Regions from separate parts of the Mus musculus genome. Here all the other regions are linked to region 1. The links are chromatin contacts, called in public HiChIP or PLAC-seq and promoter capture Hi-C maps. All regions are on one chromosome and are shown on one strand. Each heading gives the region's core, a stretch centred on a gene start, on an enhancer-like site or on the middle of the called end of the contact. The rest is flanking DNA. Distances are from core to core; before and after follow the strand shown. Region 1 holds the start of Brms1l (breast cancer metastasis-suppressor 1-like). Region 2 holds the start of Pax9 (paired box 9). Region 3 has its middle 24 kb from the start of Nkx2-9. Region 4 holds the start of C87198 (expressed sequence C87198). Region 5 has its middle 58 kb from the start of Mbip.

Region 1 (2,628 bases), core at 62-2,561:
TGTTAGAGCAAGTGTGTCGTTGTGGGCATGGGCTTTAAGACCCTCATCCTAGCTCCCTGGGAGCCAGTCTGAATAAGATGATGTAGGACCCTCAGCTCCTCCGGATGCTGGCATGCTCCCGCCTTGATGGTAATGGACAGAACCTCTGAACCTGTAAGAAAATGAGCAAGCTGAGAAAGGAAAAATATTTAAAGGGACACCGGGAAGTAGAACAGAGCAAAATCTTTTGTTTTAGGAGATAACAGATCCCACTCAGCTAAATTTAAGTCTATGTGTGATGGAACATACCTTTAATCCCAGGAGACAGAGCCGTGCAGATCACTAAACTCAAGGTCAGCCTACTGAGCAAGTTCCAGGACAGCTAAGTTTCATTCTACTTCCTGGTGTCCCTTTAATACTTTAACCATATATTTTGTTGATAAAATGGACATAATACCGACTCCTACCTTAGGGCTATTAAACTAAAAATTGAACTCAGCAAATCCATGCAGTGAATTTACCAAGATAACCTGATAAAGAGTGAAAGTGATCGGTTATAAGTTACGATTATTATGGTAGTTATGGCATCGTCCTTGTCTGTGTAATCCTGTTTTTGAAAAAAAAAAAATGACATCTTTTTAAGTCAAATATTTATTTTTCACTGGAACCTGAAATTAAATCAATTTAATTTGGGTAGCTTCTTCCATTAAAAAAAAAAAAAAAAAGTAAGAACGCAAGATTGAAATACTAAGATAAAATTTCCTTCCCCTCTGTAGTTTTGGTTGTAAAAATTCCAAGAACAATGAAATTTTCTTTGTGAAAATTATTTCTTACACATACAATTCAATTTAATAGTTTACTAGCTGTACTAAAGGTACTACTAGTGTAGAAGAGACGATTCTGTAACCCTCCAGGCTCACAGAGTATGCAAAGACCCTTTCAGGCAAAGGATCTTTTCACATTCTTCTCACAGTTTGAGTAGCTAGGCAGATCAGATAACCACTTGGCGGGAAAAGGATAAGTACAGACCAAATCCGCACAATCTGTTTCTGTTTAGTTTATAAACTGCGTCCCAGTATGTCAGCTTTCCTGCCTTGTGGGACTTGAAGTCCGAAGTGAGAAGCGATTAAGGCAGCTGAATCTTAGAAACCCATAGCCCCTGAAGCTCTGAGGCCTAAGGACTACAATTCCCGACAGACAGCGGAAGGCCGCGCCGTAATCACCGGTAACCAATCGTTCGCTTGCAAGACAAGCCACGCCTCTAGCTCCGGGACAGCCTTGACCAATGGCAGAGCTCGCAGCGCAAGCCTGCGGGTTAGGTTGTGAGGCTGAGGCCGGGGGTGGGGAGGAGTCGAGGGTTTCGGATCCAGCTCGGTGGCCGGGTGGGTCGGGGCGTTCGGCGCGCCCTTCACCGAAGCGGCAGTGGCCGGGCTGGGAGCAGGAAGTGGGAAGCGACGGCGAGGTTGGAAAATGCCGGTCCATTCTCGAGGGGATAAGAAGGAGACGAATCATCACGATGAGATGGAGGTGGACTACGCGGAGAACGAGGGGAGCAGTTCCGAAGACGAGGACACCGAGAGCTCGTCGGTCTCGGAGGATGGGGACAGTTCAGGTGCGCTACCCAGCTGGGCGGGGATGCCGGGTCCCTTGCGCCGCGCGCGCGACAGGCCGCGGTGCTCACGCCGGGCGGTGCGTCCTGCTGCGAGCGCGGGGCGGGGAGATGGGGAAGGGGCGGGGACTGGCTCGGCGTCTGGCACCCGGAGCTGCGGGTCGCCGCGGGCTCCAGTTCTGGCTCTGGCTCCCGGTGGGCTGGGCGCCCGCAGGCTTTGAGGACCCGAGGCGATTCTGTGCACTGTGGGACCCGCCCTAGGGTCACCTGGCAGTACCCTGGGGCTACCGGCTCCGGAGTGGAATGTCCGGCTGGCTGGTCTGGAAGACTGCAAATGTCCCTTAGCTGACACCACCGACCTCTTTACTAGTAGTCTCAGCAACCTTTGTCAGCGTTTTTGTGGGGGCTGAGGATAAATTTGCCTTGGTCCTTGGCGGGCTTGCCACTCATCAACCTTAGCTTTCAGGTCAGCCTCTCACCAGTACTGTCATCAGAGGACTGACTTGGGAACTCTCAGGTTCATAATAGGTCCCAAAAGTTTTCAAGACGAAGAAGGGACCAGCCTGAGGGATCATTTGGAATCTTTGTCAGTTTTTAATCTGGAAGATGTGGGCAGTGTTGACATTCCCAGAATCTTCAAGCTTTGGTTATTTTGTAACTTTGGGCTGTTTCTAACCCCTTATAAGTCTTTTAATACTTTAATAAAATGAATGGAACTGATTTCCCGGATCTTCCTCTAACCATATGACAGACTGAGAATGGCTTTGTCTAACCCTGGTTTTGGCTGTGTAATGGGAAGCATTGATAACAGGTTAATGACTGTGGTATCACCTCACACCTTTTTTTTTTTCAGGTTTGTCTGTCAAAAAAGTATACTTGGAAGCATGTAATGCCGATAAGTCAGCCATCCAAAAGTAAATATTTATGAAGTTTTTACTCATAAATATTTATACTCATATACTCATTTATATACTCATACTCATTATACTCATAAATAAACATGAGGATAAATTTATAGTTATCTCCGTTGAAGAACAGTG
Region 2 (2,628 bases), core at 39-2,538, 860 kb after region 1:
ATCTGAAACCAACAAATAAAGGGGGGGGGGGGCTATGTTCAAGTATTTCTATTTGTGAAGCCTCATTGTGGAAATACCTGACTGCAATAAAAGACATTTGAAGTAATCTTTCAATCCTTAACTTGATTGTAACTTGAATTCAGGGTGCACACCCACCACAGAAGCAGATGCCTGGAGATCAATGGTCAGCTCCAAGACTGATTACTAGACGTCCTGGGCTCTTGTCATTTACTGGTGAACATCGGGATTCCTCTGATTTCTTTGTGTGCAGAACCTTCGGGAGAGTGCGCGCATCACCTACATCCTGGATATGTGTTAAAGAGAGGGCTGTTGTGATGGAGACGAAGTAATATCATCCACTTTCCGGTGTCACACAAATACCCGAATCCATTCACAATGCTTCTCTTCCTTATTTCGTCCACATACGTCACAACCTTGTCTCCATAAAGAAATGCATTTCTCTGTCCCAAACTCTTCTATCCGTTTCGGATTTGGGTGAATGAAAGTGAAAAATCCCCAGGTAGGCAGAACCACACAGCATCTGTGGTAGCTAAGCTGAAGTCGCGGGGAATTACATACAGATGCTCAGAGGCAGTGTCAGCGGGTACCTCCTTGGGGCTGACTTTCATATTTAAAATCAAACCTTTCAAGGTGGCTCTATGGTGTTGAGAACCCTGGCAAATTCTTACACACGGAAACCAGGACCCTGGGTGAGTGATGCAAGGGGGTGGGATGGGATGGACGTGGCCACTGCCACCAGCGCTCCGGGGATCAACCCTCCTTCCCCGTGGACGTCCTGTGCTCCTCTTTAGTCTGGTTTTTTAATTTTTTTTTCCTCACTGCACCTGGCCTCTGCTAGGATCCTGCTTGACTGAGGTTTAGCCCCTCACTGCTGGACTAACCACTTCGGGCGGGGTACGGGAAGGAGTCTCTTGTCCTTACACCTCAAGCGCCTCCTCCACTCGACTTCTCCCCATCCTGAGTGAACTGGAAGGAGATAGAATTTGTGGACAAGATTCTGACAGTCCCCAAAGGTCAGCATGACAGGTAGTTCTCAGTCATCCCTTAAGGGTCGTGCCACTTGTTCTCTGAGAGCTCTAACCTCCAACTTTAATTTGACAAATTCATCTCTTCCCCAAAAGGTGTCCTCGGTCTCTACCCACTTAAAGTTATTCAAACCGAGACCAAAGCTTCTGTTCGCTTATTCAGCATTTTTATCAGCTTGATTTTGCACTCTGTTTGCGGCGCCCCTGGGAAGACGTCAAACACTCTTATTCATTGTATTTAGTCACCCAGGTGCGGAGCCAGCCAGAAACAGACGGCGGAAGGAGTTTCCCGGACTGAGCTGTCACTCACCGGCCTGCACCAATTACAACGCAGATTGCTCGCGGGCCCACCTCTTTTGGGGTGTGTCACAAGTGAGTGATAGACTGAGCCGCCCGGCCCTGCTCAGCCCAGCCCACGTTGCTGCTTAGATTGAAATGCAGAACTCAAGCCTCTTTCAGCCCGGCACAGACTTCCTTTTACTCTTTCCTTTGGCACTCTTGTCGCCTCCTCCCGGGAAGAAGCCAAGGCACCCTCGGCTTGGAGCAGCGACAGGCCGGCTCAGTGAGAACAAGAAAAAAGTTTCTTTCTGGGAGTGCGGAACTGGGGCCGGGTTGGTGTACTGCTCAGAGCAATGGGTGAGTGGCTGATGGGGGACGTTGTCAGATCCGAGGAGGGAGGGAGCGAGCAGGCGAGGGCTAGAGGGAGGGAGCTGAGGCGCGCCACCGCGCTGTATTGACTCAGACTGCGTCCGTCGAGCTGTAAGCACCCTCCAAGGGTCAGTGGCGGAAAGGGTTCTGTGAGAGCCACTGGGTGACAATTGATGCCATTTTGCGATTTAAGGGAAGAGGGCCGTGGCATTGGCGAATCTCGCAGCTCCAGTGTCAATCCAAGTTTTGTTGCACACGTGTTTACACTTGCAAGCAAAACAGAACAAAAACACCCCCCCCCCAGCTTTCTCTGGACTGCGTCTAACCCCGCAGAAGGGAGGGGTAAGGCGGTGGAAGGGAGCAAGGGCCGAGTGTTTTGGTACCAGGCAGGCAAAGAGGGGCGCGCTGGAGCCTCAGAACCGATTTCCCCGCCTGCTTCGGAGAGTTTTAAGTGTCCGGAGTTGCCCTGGGTCTCTCTTCTTGTTTGTTGTTGGGAATCGCAAAGTAGGAGCGAGGTCTGGCCGCAGCTTGTTTTGAGACGTTTGGCTCAGGCCGGAACAGTCTGGTTTCGGGGCAACCCCAGTCCTTATAGAAGGGTGTCATAACCCTGCCCCTGGACGCTCTTGGAGGCCGAGTGGCAGGCGGCTGTCCCAAGCAGTTGGTGCGCGTTGTGGCGCGCTCTGTGCTCCTTTTGCAGAGCCAGCCTTCGGGGAGGTGAACCAGCTGGGAGGAGTGTTCGTGAACGGAAGGCCGCTGCCCAACGCCATTCGGCTTCGCATCGTGGAATTAGCCCAACTGGGCATCCGACCTTGTGACATCAGCCGCCAGCTACGGGTCTCGCACGGCTGCGTCAGCAAGATCCTGGCGCGCTACAACGAGACCGGTTCGATTTTGCCGGGAGCTATTGGGGGGAGCAAGCCCCGGGTCACCACCC
Region 3 (2,628 bases), core at 67-2,566, 800 kb after region 1:
CTGATCTTAAAAGTCCTTCAGCACTTTTGAGACAGTGGTTCACAATGCAGTCTGCTTAGGTGTTGATAAATAGACATAATGGTCCATAGTGGCTGGAACCTAGTAGGTCTGCAGTGTGCAGGTGAATTCGCAGCTCTTCATTTTCATAAGCCCTTCATGCCTTTCTTCGACCACTTTCTGTTAACAGTTACTCTTTGTATGAATACACACACACACACACACAAACACACACACACACACACACACACACACACACACACACACACGGTTGGATTCCCCTCCTAAAATGATTTTCTCATCCTGTATCACCAAACTAGAAACTCAATGTGTAAGAGACCACCCTTTCCCTTTTCCAACCTATAAGACTCCTTTTCTCTTCCTTTCAGTTTGGTTCTTAGTACCTGTTCAAAGCTAGTAAGTACCATTCGCTAATTAGTGAGTGGCAACCCCGGGTGTGTGTGGGGGTGTGGGGGGGGGGGGAGGGTGGGAGGTAGAGTCATGCAAGGTGATTGGCCTGGGGCGAGAGGGGAAGAGACAGAAACAGGATCAGGAAAGACAAGAGGCAGCAGCCTTATGAATGCTATGAGGTCTAAAATTCAATGAAAATCCTCTTCTTTCTAAATACGACTCTGCCAAACATACGACACGACAGAGAGCAAAACCTGTTTAATAACAGACATTGGCAGGGAATCGTAATGAAAATAGTTACAGCAAACGAGCAGCGGGTCCTGGTCATTAGCTTAGCTAAGGGGAAATTATGTTAGTCCATGAAGGGTCTAAAGGAGCCTCAGCTTCTAGATCAGGGGTCCTCAAGGACCCGTGAGAAAGCAAAGCAGAGGTCCTTTGTCGCCATCTAGAGGCTAAAGCCTGGAAGTATTGGCTGAGGAAATTTAATCTGGCTCGATGTAGAAAACCTCTCTGTCCAAGTTTAATTAAGGCAATATAAAAACACCAGCCTCGGGCTTACCCAAGCCAATCAGTCCTTTGTCACCGGGCAGAAATATGTGTTTAAACTCAAATATCCATAATGATGCAATGATTTCAGGCTGAAAACACATTGATTGTCTCTAAACCTTGACTAAAGGCAGGAAAACACATTTAAAGAATGTGGAGTAGGTGGGGGTTGAGGGGGCGGCCTGCACTATCTTCTAACTGACGATCTTAGGAAGTCGTTTCAGCTTACAAAGCCTCCTCCTGTTATATAAGAGTACAGGACTGAACTAATTTGACATTACACTTTTCTAAACTCTAATTCTTAGAAAGGTTTCTAAGCATTTGTGACTGTGGAGTTCTTATCAAAGAAACCTGTGTCTTTGCTGCCCCCTAGAGCTCAGCCTACAACGTGCAAGAATTCCATGTAAAAATACCCCAAATTTTGTTTGGAGAGGTTGGCAAGTCCCTGTAATCCTCAGGACGCTTTTTCCTCTTTTTCTTTTCTGAAACAGGTTTTTCATTCTTCCCACCTTGGCTTTAAACACATCTTCCTACATAACTCAGTTCGACTTCTTATTCCAGAATCTTCCTCCACCAATCCAACCCACCTCTTTCCGGCCTTGCTTTGCCTGCTGGAATTGAAAGCCGTTCTGTGTGTTTAGCAGACAGGGCAAGCTTCCCAAAGGATTCTCTGATCTGCGATGCCTCGTCTGCGTGAGCAGCACCGGACACTGGGGAGGGTTATCTTCTCTAAGGCCAGGAGTCATGGTTTATAAAATATAATCCCAGATGCTCTTCTTGTGTCCCCAAAAATGTATGCGCCAGACTCTCCAAGGAGAGCACTGTCAAAGGTCGGGGGAACCTGTTGAGGAACCGTTTCTGCAGTTTCTTTGAGAGTTATAACAACGAATAATAAATTATATCAGATATACAGCTAATATTTTTCTTTTAAATATTTTAATGACTTATGATTATGTATATTTTTGAAGTTCAATGTGATCATTTGATACAGTCTATTGTGTTAAGTCAGGGTAATTAGTGGGTTTTGCTTTAGCAACTCTCAAGCTTATATCTTCTTGCTGTTTTGAGGTATCATGATAAATAGTTGCAAAGGACCGAACCTGACTGTTCTAACAAAGACTAGGATTACTCCCTCCTACTTACTATATTTATACACCTGTTGTCAAAGCTGTCTCAGTCTTCTGTCACTTTGCTTTTTGGGGACTCCTAATGGTGACAAGCGCCCCTCACTCCACTTCCAGGGACTCCAGTGAGCACTGCATGCATGTGATAATGCGCATATTACATACAAACAAAACACTCACATATAGGAGATAGTCAGTTGTTGAAAACACCCATTGGTTAGTTACAATATCATTAGCATTTGATTTTATTTCTTTTAATGCTAAGCTATTTGACCATAAACATGGATTTTCTTCTATTCACCATATAGACCAGCTACTGGGTCAACCTAACAACATAGCATTTTCCTTCTTTTTTACCCAAGGCACAACACCTTCACTCCCCGTAGAACAGAAGGCAGAAAAAGATTTAGCCTGTGAAGTGGAAATTTCTGGTTTCTTTGGAAGATCACTTGTGTCACATGATGTTTTTGAGGAAGCTGTCTTGTGAGAGGATATTTTTGTTGAAACAGTCCCATGAGAGGGCGTGTGACCTTTGCTGGAGCGGACCCTT
Region 4 (2,628 bases), core at 67-2,566, 750 kb after region 1:
CAGCAGGATTCAGTGGCACTTCCAGGTGCTTTGTTAGCAGGAATTAAAAAAAAAACAACTTTACACAACCCCACCTGAATTCTTTCAACTACAATGTAATGCAAAGAAAATCCGCGCTAATTATGAGCAGGAACATTATCTATTAATATGTTAATGAAGCAGGTTTGCTAATGGTGAAAGACCTGAATTTTAATAAAATCTTAAGAGCTCCTTGATTACGTGTTTGTTAGTCGATCTGATCATTTAAAATTATCTCTAGGTGGCTTTACATGGAATAAAACCTACATTAGAACTGTATTCTAAACAGGCCTTAATGAAGCAGGTGAGGATACCACCTGTGACATAAACACAGGCAGCCAGAAATTCACTTCAAAAGAAATGGAAACTAGTGAACACGAAACATGTTATCATACCTGCCAGTAACAGCTTTCAATGTAGGTAATTTATTTATGCATTTGCTTGCTAATTTTCTCAAACATATTTGCTTATGAAAATAATGTTCGATTGAATTAATGGATACTGCCTTTCAATATTGGAAGTGTTAGTTTTTCATAAAAGAAATATTCTAGTGTCCTGTTTGACAACAGCCCACACATACATGAAAGCTTTTATCCCAACCGATCCTAGATATCTTTTGAAGAAGACAGTAGTCATCAACTATCCAAGGCACCCAGAGTTGGTGTGTAGGGATATCAAAGGTGTGCCTCTGAATAGATGTGATCTTGTTCTGTGTTCTCCAAGATGATCTTGGCATCAAAGTGCCTAGTTGTCTGCATCTGCATCCGTAGAAGGTAGGGAAGGCACTTGGCAGCCTTAATTTTGCATATTAAAATCCTAAGGCTCCGATTAGTGGGTGAGTTTAGACCGAGATCCTGAATATCCCAGAGAGCAGAGCAAAACCCTCTGATGTAAGACCTGCCTCTGTGTGAGCCCAGGAGATGCAGGGGTGGATGGTCCCAGAAGCTTGCGTTCCAGGGCTTTCCTGCGGTGTAGCTGTGGCTCTTCCCTGTTCTGAATGAGCAGGTTACAACAGGGTTAAGTGAAGGAAGTGACATTAATACTAGAAGCCCCGAGTCAGTGATCAAGATCCCAAATGTAGGTGACTGTATTGGCTGATTTTGTGTCAATTTGACACAGGCTGGAGTTATCACAGAGAAAGGAGCTTCAGTTGAGGAAATGCCTCCATGAGATCCAGCTGTGGGGCATTTTCTCAATTAGTGATCAAGGGGGAAAGGCCCCTTGTGGGTGGGACCATCTCTGGGCTGGTAGTCTTGTGTTCTATAAGGGAGCAGGCTGAGCAAACCAGGGGAAGCAAGCAAGCCAGTAAAGAACATCCCTCCGTGGCCTCTGCATCAGTTCCTGCTTCCTGACCTGCTTGAGTTCTAGTCCTGCATCCTTTGGTGATCAACAGCAATGTGGAAAGTGTAAGCTGAATAAACCCAACTTGAGAGTTCTTGTTCATGATGTTTGGTATAGGAATAGAAACCCTGCCTAAGACAGCAAGTGACAAATGCTATTTCAAATAAAAACATATTTTTTTTAGAAATCAGAAAATAATTCAGAAGAAAACAAGACAGAGAGATGGAGGTAGAGGGTTTCATGTTGATAAAAGTAAGTCACTGAGCTTCAAGCTGCTGGCACGCATGGGTTCAGCTCTGGAAAGAAAAAGCAGTCTAATGTTTGTGCAGGAATAGAAACCCTGGCTAAGACAGTGACGTTGGGTCCCTATACTAAAATGAGCCCAGAATTAACTGAAGGAAGTAGGTGGTATGGAGTAAGGAAGAGCTGGGGCTTCTATCCCTAGCTTGTGATGCACAGGTTTGAAGAGTCTGGAGAGATGAGGTCACAGCTGGAAATCACTTTTGAAGATGGAACCCGGTCTGAGAAACCACCTGCTTCTTCCTTAGTGACTTTGTTCCTGCAGGTAACCATCCACATTCATCAGATTTATTTATTTACCAGGGTATTCATCTGATGGGTTCAAAATAACCCAGTATTTAATAATCATTAGAAATTATAATGAATGGTTGCTTACATTTTGGTATTGTATCTTTCTGGGATTTTCCAGGCAGCCCCCTTCTCCCTCCTTTAAGGTCAACATGACTCGGACTTCAGACAACTGGTCATCTAAACGGGTTCTACCTGGGCTCCTGGTGAGTTTCCTTGATGGCATGCTGCCCTCTAGAGGTTGAAGCAAACAGCACCGCAGAAATCAACGAGGGAGTGGTCTGCTGGCCTCACTTTTCTTAACAAAGATTCAGTCTTCATCAAATTTTATTTCAGCACTAGGAAAAAAAAATAAATCATAGAAAGTATTAGCTATTTTTAAAGGTCTTAAATCAGGTGACATCAGGCCATCAGATCTGGCCCACCCCACACATGTATATATACCTTCCTTATCTCCTTCCTCCCTCCCTTCCTTCTTCTTCAGATGGAGTGTGCAGCATTTGGCTAGCCTTCATGAGACCCTGGGCACCACTCCCAGTGCCTCAAAATAAAGTAAACAAACAATGCATTAAAACGCATCAATAAAAATCTGCCACGGGGAAGAGAGTGAGAGACATGTACACCCACCCAAAGCTCCCTACTTAGGGCAACAACCCCAGCTTTCACTGGTCTTTGCATGTG
Region 5 (2,628 bases), core at 95-2,594, 570 kb after region 1:
TATGCTGTGATATGATCAAATAGCCATTAATTACCCTCACTAGTGAGAATTACCTTCTTTGTTGAAGGAGTATCACATTCCATATTATAGCTCAGACATGTCAGGAGAAACCAGCAACAAAAACATCAATTTCTAAAAATGATACATGTCATCCAAATCATATTAACCTGAAATGCTACGGGTCAAGTTAAATTAGCATAAGCTTTTTTGAAGAACCTGAATAATATAGTTTACCCCTTAGCCTTTAGATGTATTGATTAAATAGGTCATTGTCATCTGCCTACAAACACAAATATAATCAAAGTATACTGTTCTCTAGAAAACCAAATTAAAAACAAAACAAAACAATTAAACACATAAACAAAAAAACCAGTAGTATCCAATCCAGGTTCCAGGTAACTGAAAATGTGTTTACTGACTCATGCTGAGGTGACATAATAATGAGCAAACAAGTCCCTGGATGCTCTTTTGACATCTGGTGTGTGATTGTGTTGCATATGTTCGCACATGCATGTTTGAGTCCATCTATGCAAATATGTAGAGTGCCTTCAGACAGGGTGCAGGGGCTTTCGTGATAATCTCAAGGGAATCTATGGGCAGCCTCCCCTTCACGGCACACTGCCTTCAAAGGCTTGTAAAAGCAGCCACCCTGGAACGGAGTGATTTCACCGTTCAGCAGCCAAGCATGAACAAACATGAGTGTGATCATGAGCTGTGGAAGGCTCACTAGGCAGAGACATGGTGCACCGGTCAGGAGGAGACCTGCCTCAGGTTGCCAAGGTTTCATCTACCTTCTCTATAAACTGGGCCACTGTGGACTCTAGAGCTCATTTCCCTCATCTTTAGAACAGTACCAAAGGTTTTGTGTGTGTGTGTGTGTGTGTGTGTGTGTGTGTGTGTGTGTGTGTATATGAGAGAGAGAGAGAGAGAGAGAGAGAGAGAGAGAGAGAGAGAGAGAGAGGTCTCAACCTGATCCAAATACTGGCAAAAAAAATCCCAACAACAACAACAAAAACCTAGTAAACTTGACTAAATAAAAATTAAATCAGCACAGTACTATTAATAGTGATATTTTAGGATAGTCCAGCATAGCAGGTGGAAATGTGTACTGTAGAAAAGGTAAGCTCATGGATATATTGGTAGTGTTAACTATTCAAACCATGGTAATTTATTAGGCTATTCTGTCTATTTCTGTATATATTTTGAATTCCCTGAGTCCTCGCCCCGACCCTTGTGTTGTCACCTCAGTATCTATTCTGGATCTCTCTTCAACTCTCCCAGGGGCCCTCCTGTGAGCAACGATCATCACCCCAACCCTCTAGAGGAGACATCTTGTGACTCCTTTGGGAGTTTTCACTTGCAAACTCAAGTAACATCACAGTGATGGGATGGTGTGCTCATGTTTGTCACTCAGAAGTACCCAGAAGACGACTTCATTTCCTGAAGACATATTTAGCAACAGCATCGTCTCCTCATTGCTGAGAAATGTGCCATCCTGGCAGCAAGCACAATTGTTACAATGATCATTCAACTTACAAAACTAATGCTTCGTAGAAGAAACAATGTATCAATTGACCTGGGTTAGCCCTAGAATTTAAGGACCCCATTAGCATCAACCCTTGCTCAATCTACTGAAAAAATGGTTTTCTCTTATAGCTGAGATCAGAAGCCCTTCCAAAAGCAATCATTTGAGTTAGCTGAAGTGGGTATTAGCTCACATGGGGTAGATGGCTCCTCTTAAGGTCTTTTTAATTGTAGATACCTTTCTACAGGTAAAGAGAGGGTTTCTTGTTCATGTAGACACAAATTGAATAATTTCTTTTAAATATCTAGATACGATTTGTCTTTGAGGGTGGGGGTGGGGGTGGGGAAGAGAATCTCTTATAAGCCTCAGGACCCCATAATAAAACACAAAACCCCTCTGAACAAAAATTAAATCTCTGTGATTTTTTTCTGAAGTCTTTTTTTTAATGTTTTTAATTGAAAGAGTATTGCATCATTTCCTCTCTCTGTTTCCTCCCTCCAGCCCCTCCCAACTACCCTTCCTTAAACTCTTCCCATGTCCTTTCACTTTCAAGTTGATACCCTCTTCTTTGAGTATATGCTTTATATATGTAAAAATATATGTGTGTATATACACATATATACACACACATATACACACACACATACACACGCATATACACATACATATATATATACATACATGCATATATATATACACATATTTATGCACAAATATACATAAATATTATCTTCTGGGTCCGATTTTGTTGTTCTGTGTGTAGAATATGGCTTCAAGATTGACCACACCACTTTGAACAACCAATAAGAGAACTCATCCAAAAATCTTAGAGAAAGCCTACCCTAGGTGTGTCTCTAAATGATCTTTACAACAACCCACATTCAGCTGTCTGGAAGGGAAGAGGATCTTTTCCTTGAGTTGTCCTGGTCACCATAAACTGGAGATATGATCTGGTTGAAACTGGATGATATAAACCACATGGTGTGCTGGTGACCCCTGATACAATACCCTGCCCCTCTTTTGAGTTGACCTTCAAAGGGAATACCCAAAGCGTATCTGAGCATGTGCAAGGCCACAGATGTGTGCTGCCCTCTGCTGGCAAG

What was found. Promoter capture Hi-C pulls out the DNA fragments that hold promoters and counts their contacts. HiChIP or PLAC-seq counts read pairs in DNA pulled down with a chosen protein or histone mark.
Region 2: an H3K4me3 HiChIP or PLAC-seq map of embryonic stem cells shows a contact between it and region 1, with 7 times the contacts expected there. The contact joins the promoter of Pax9 here to the promoter of Brms1l in region 1. A contact is called at or near these places in 6 of 115 datasets of contacts at active chromatin or transcription factors (astrocytes, embryonic hindbrain, embryonic midbrain and 2 more) and 1 of 9 other capture datasets (adipose tissue).
Region 3: a contact with region 1 is called in an H3K4me3 HiChIP or PLAC-seq map of neural progenitor cells, with 8 times the contacts expected there. The contact joins the enhancer-like site here to the promoter of Brms1l in region 1. A contact is called at or near these places in 9 of 39 promoter capture datasets (the SN4741 cell line, cranial neural crest, embryonic stem cells and 6 more), 3 of 484 Hi-C or Micro-C datasets (cortical neurons, cranial neural crest and nephron progenitors) and 9 of 115 datasets of contacts at active chromatin or transcription factors (astrocytes, embryonic basal ganglia, embryonic stem cells and 4 more).
Region 4: a contact with region 1 is called in an H3K4me3 HiChIP or PLAC-seq map of stem cell-derived neural progenitor cells, with 3 times the contacts expected there. The contact joins the promoter of C87198 here to the promoter of Brms1l in region 1. A contact is called at or near these places in 9 of 39 promoter capture datasets (the C10 cell line, the HPC-7 cell line, HPC-7-derived erythroid cells and 7 more) and 6 of 115 datasets of contacts at active chromatin or transcription factors (embryonic stem cells, large pre-B cells, neural tube and 1 more).
Region 5: a promoter capture Hi-C map of pre-B cells shows a contact between it and region 1, with 3 times the contacts expected there. The contact joins the enhancer-like site here to the promoter of Brms1l in region 1. A contact is called at or near these places in 5 of 39 promoter capture datasets (the C10 cell line, embryonic stem cells, pre-B cells and 1 more), 1 of 15 datasets of contacts at CTCF or cohesin (pro-B cells), 5 of 484 Hi-C or Micro-C datasets (B cells, the C10 cell line, centroblasts and 2 more) and 6 of 115 datasets of contacts at active chromatin or transcription factors (the 230-238 cell line, astrocytes, embryonic midbrain and 3 more).

What each region holds. Positions count from the first base shown.
Region 1 is chr12:55,835,055-55,837,682 of GRCm38.p6, forward strand. It overlaps Brms1l (breast cancer metastasis-suppressor 1-like), which reads left to right and starts at 1,312. Exons shown (of 10, transcript NM_001037756.3): 1 at 1,312-1,591. The coding sequence starts at 1,450.
Region 2 is chr12:56,694,183-56,696,810 of GRCm38.p6, forward strand. Pax9 (paired box 9) reads left to right here and starts at 1,289. Exons shown (of 4, transcript NM_011041.3): 1 at 1,289-1,682; 2 at 2,392-2,628. The coding sequence starts at 1,679. Gm15524 (a long non-coding RNA gene) reads right to left here and starts at 585. Exons shown (of 3, transcript XR_003950120.1): 1 at 1-585.
Region 3 is chr12:56,636,140-56,638,767 of GRCm38.p6, forward strand. No RefSeq gene overlaps it. Among named protein-coding and RNA genes, the nearest start is that of Nkx2-9, 24 kb to the left of the region's middle. Within about 2 kb of position 1,317, at least 7 of the 459 cell types and tissues checked have an H3K27ac peak or open chromatin away from gene starts, as enhancers often do. A contact at or near this core is called in neural progenitor cells, where this site is marked.
Region 4 is chr12:56,589,743-56,592,370 of GRCm38.p6, forward strand. C87198 (expressed sequence C87198) reads left to right here and starts at 1,317. Exons shown (of 5, transcript NR_046003.1): 1 at 1,317-1,424; 2 at 1,805-1,924; 3 at 2,069-2,153. All of the region lies in intron 2 of Gm26973 (a long non-coding RNA gene), which reads left to right.
Region 5 is chr12:56,402,442-56,405,069 of GRCm38.p6, forward strand. No RefSeq gene overlaps it. Among named protein-coding and RNA genes, the nearest start is that of Mbip, 58 kb to the left of the region's middle. Within about 2 kb of position 1,345, at least 23 of the 459 cell types and tissues checked have an H3K27ac peak or open chromatin away from gene starts, as enhancers often do. A contact at or near this core is called in the 230-238 cell line, B cells, centroblasts and 2 more, where this site is marked.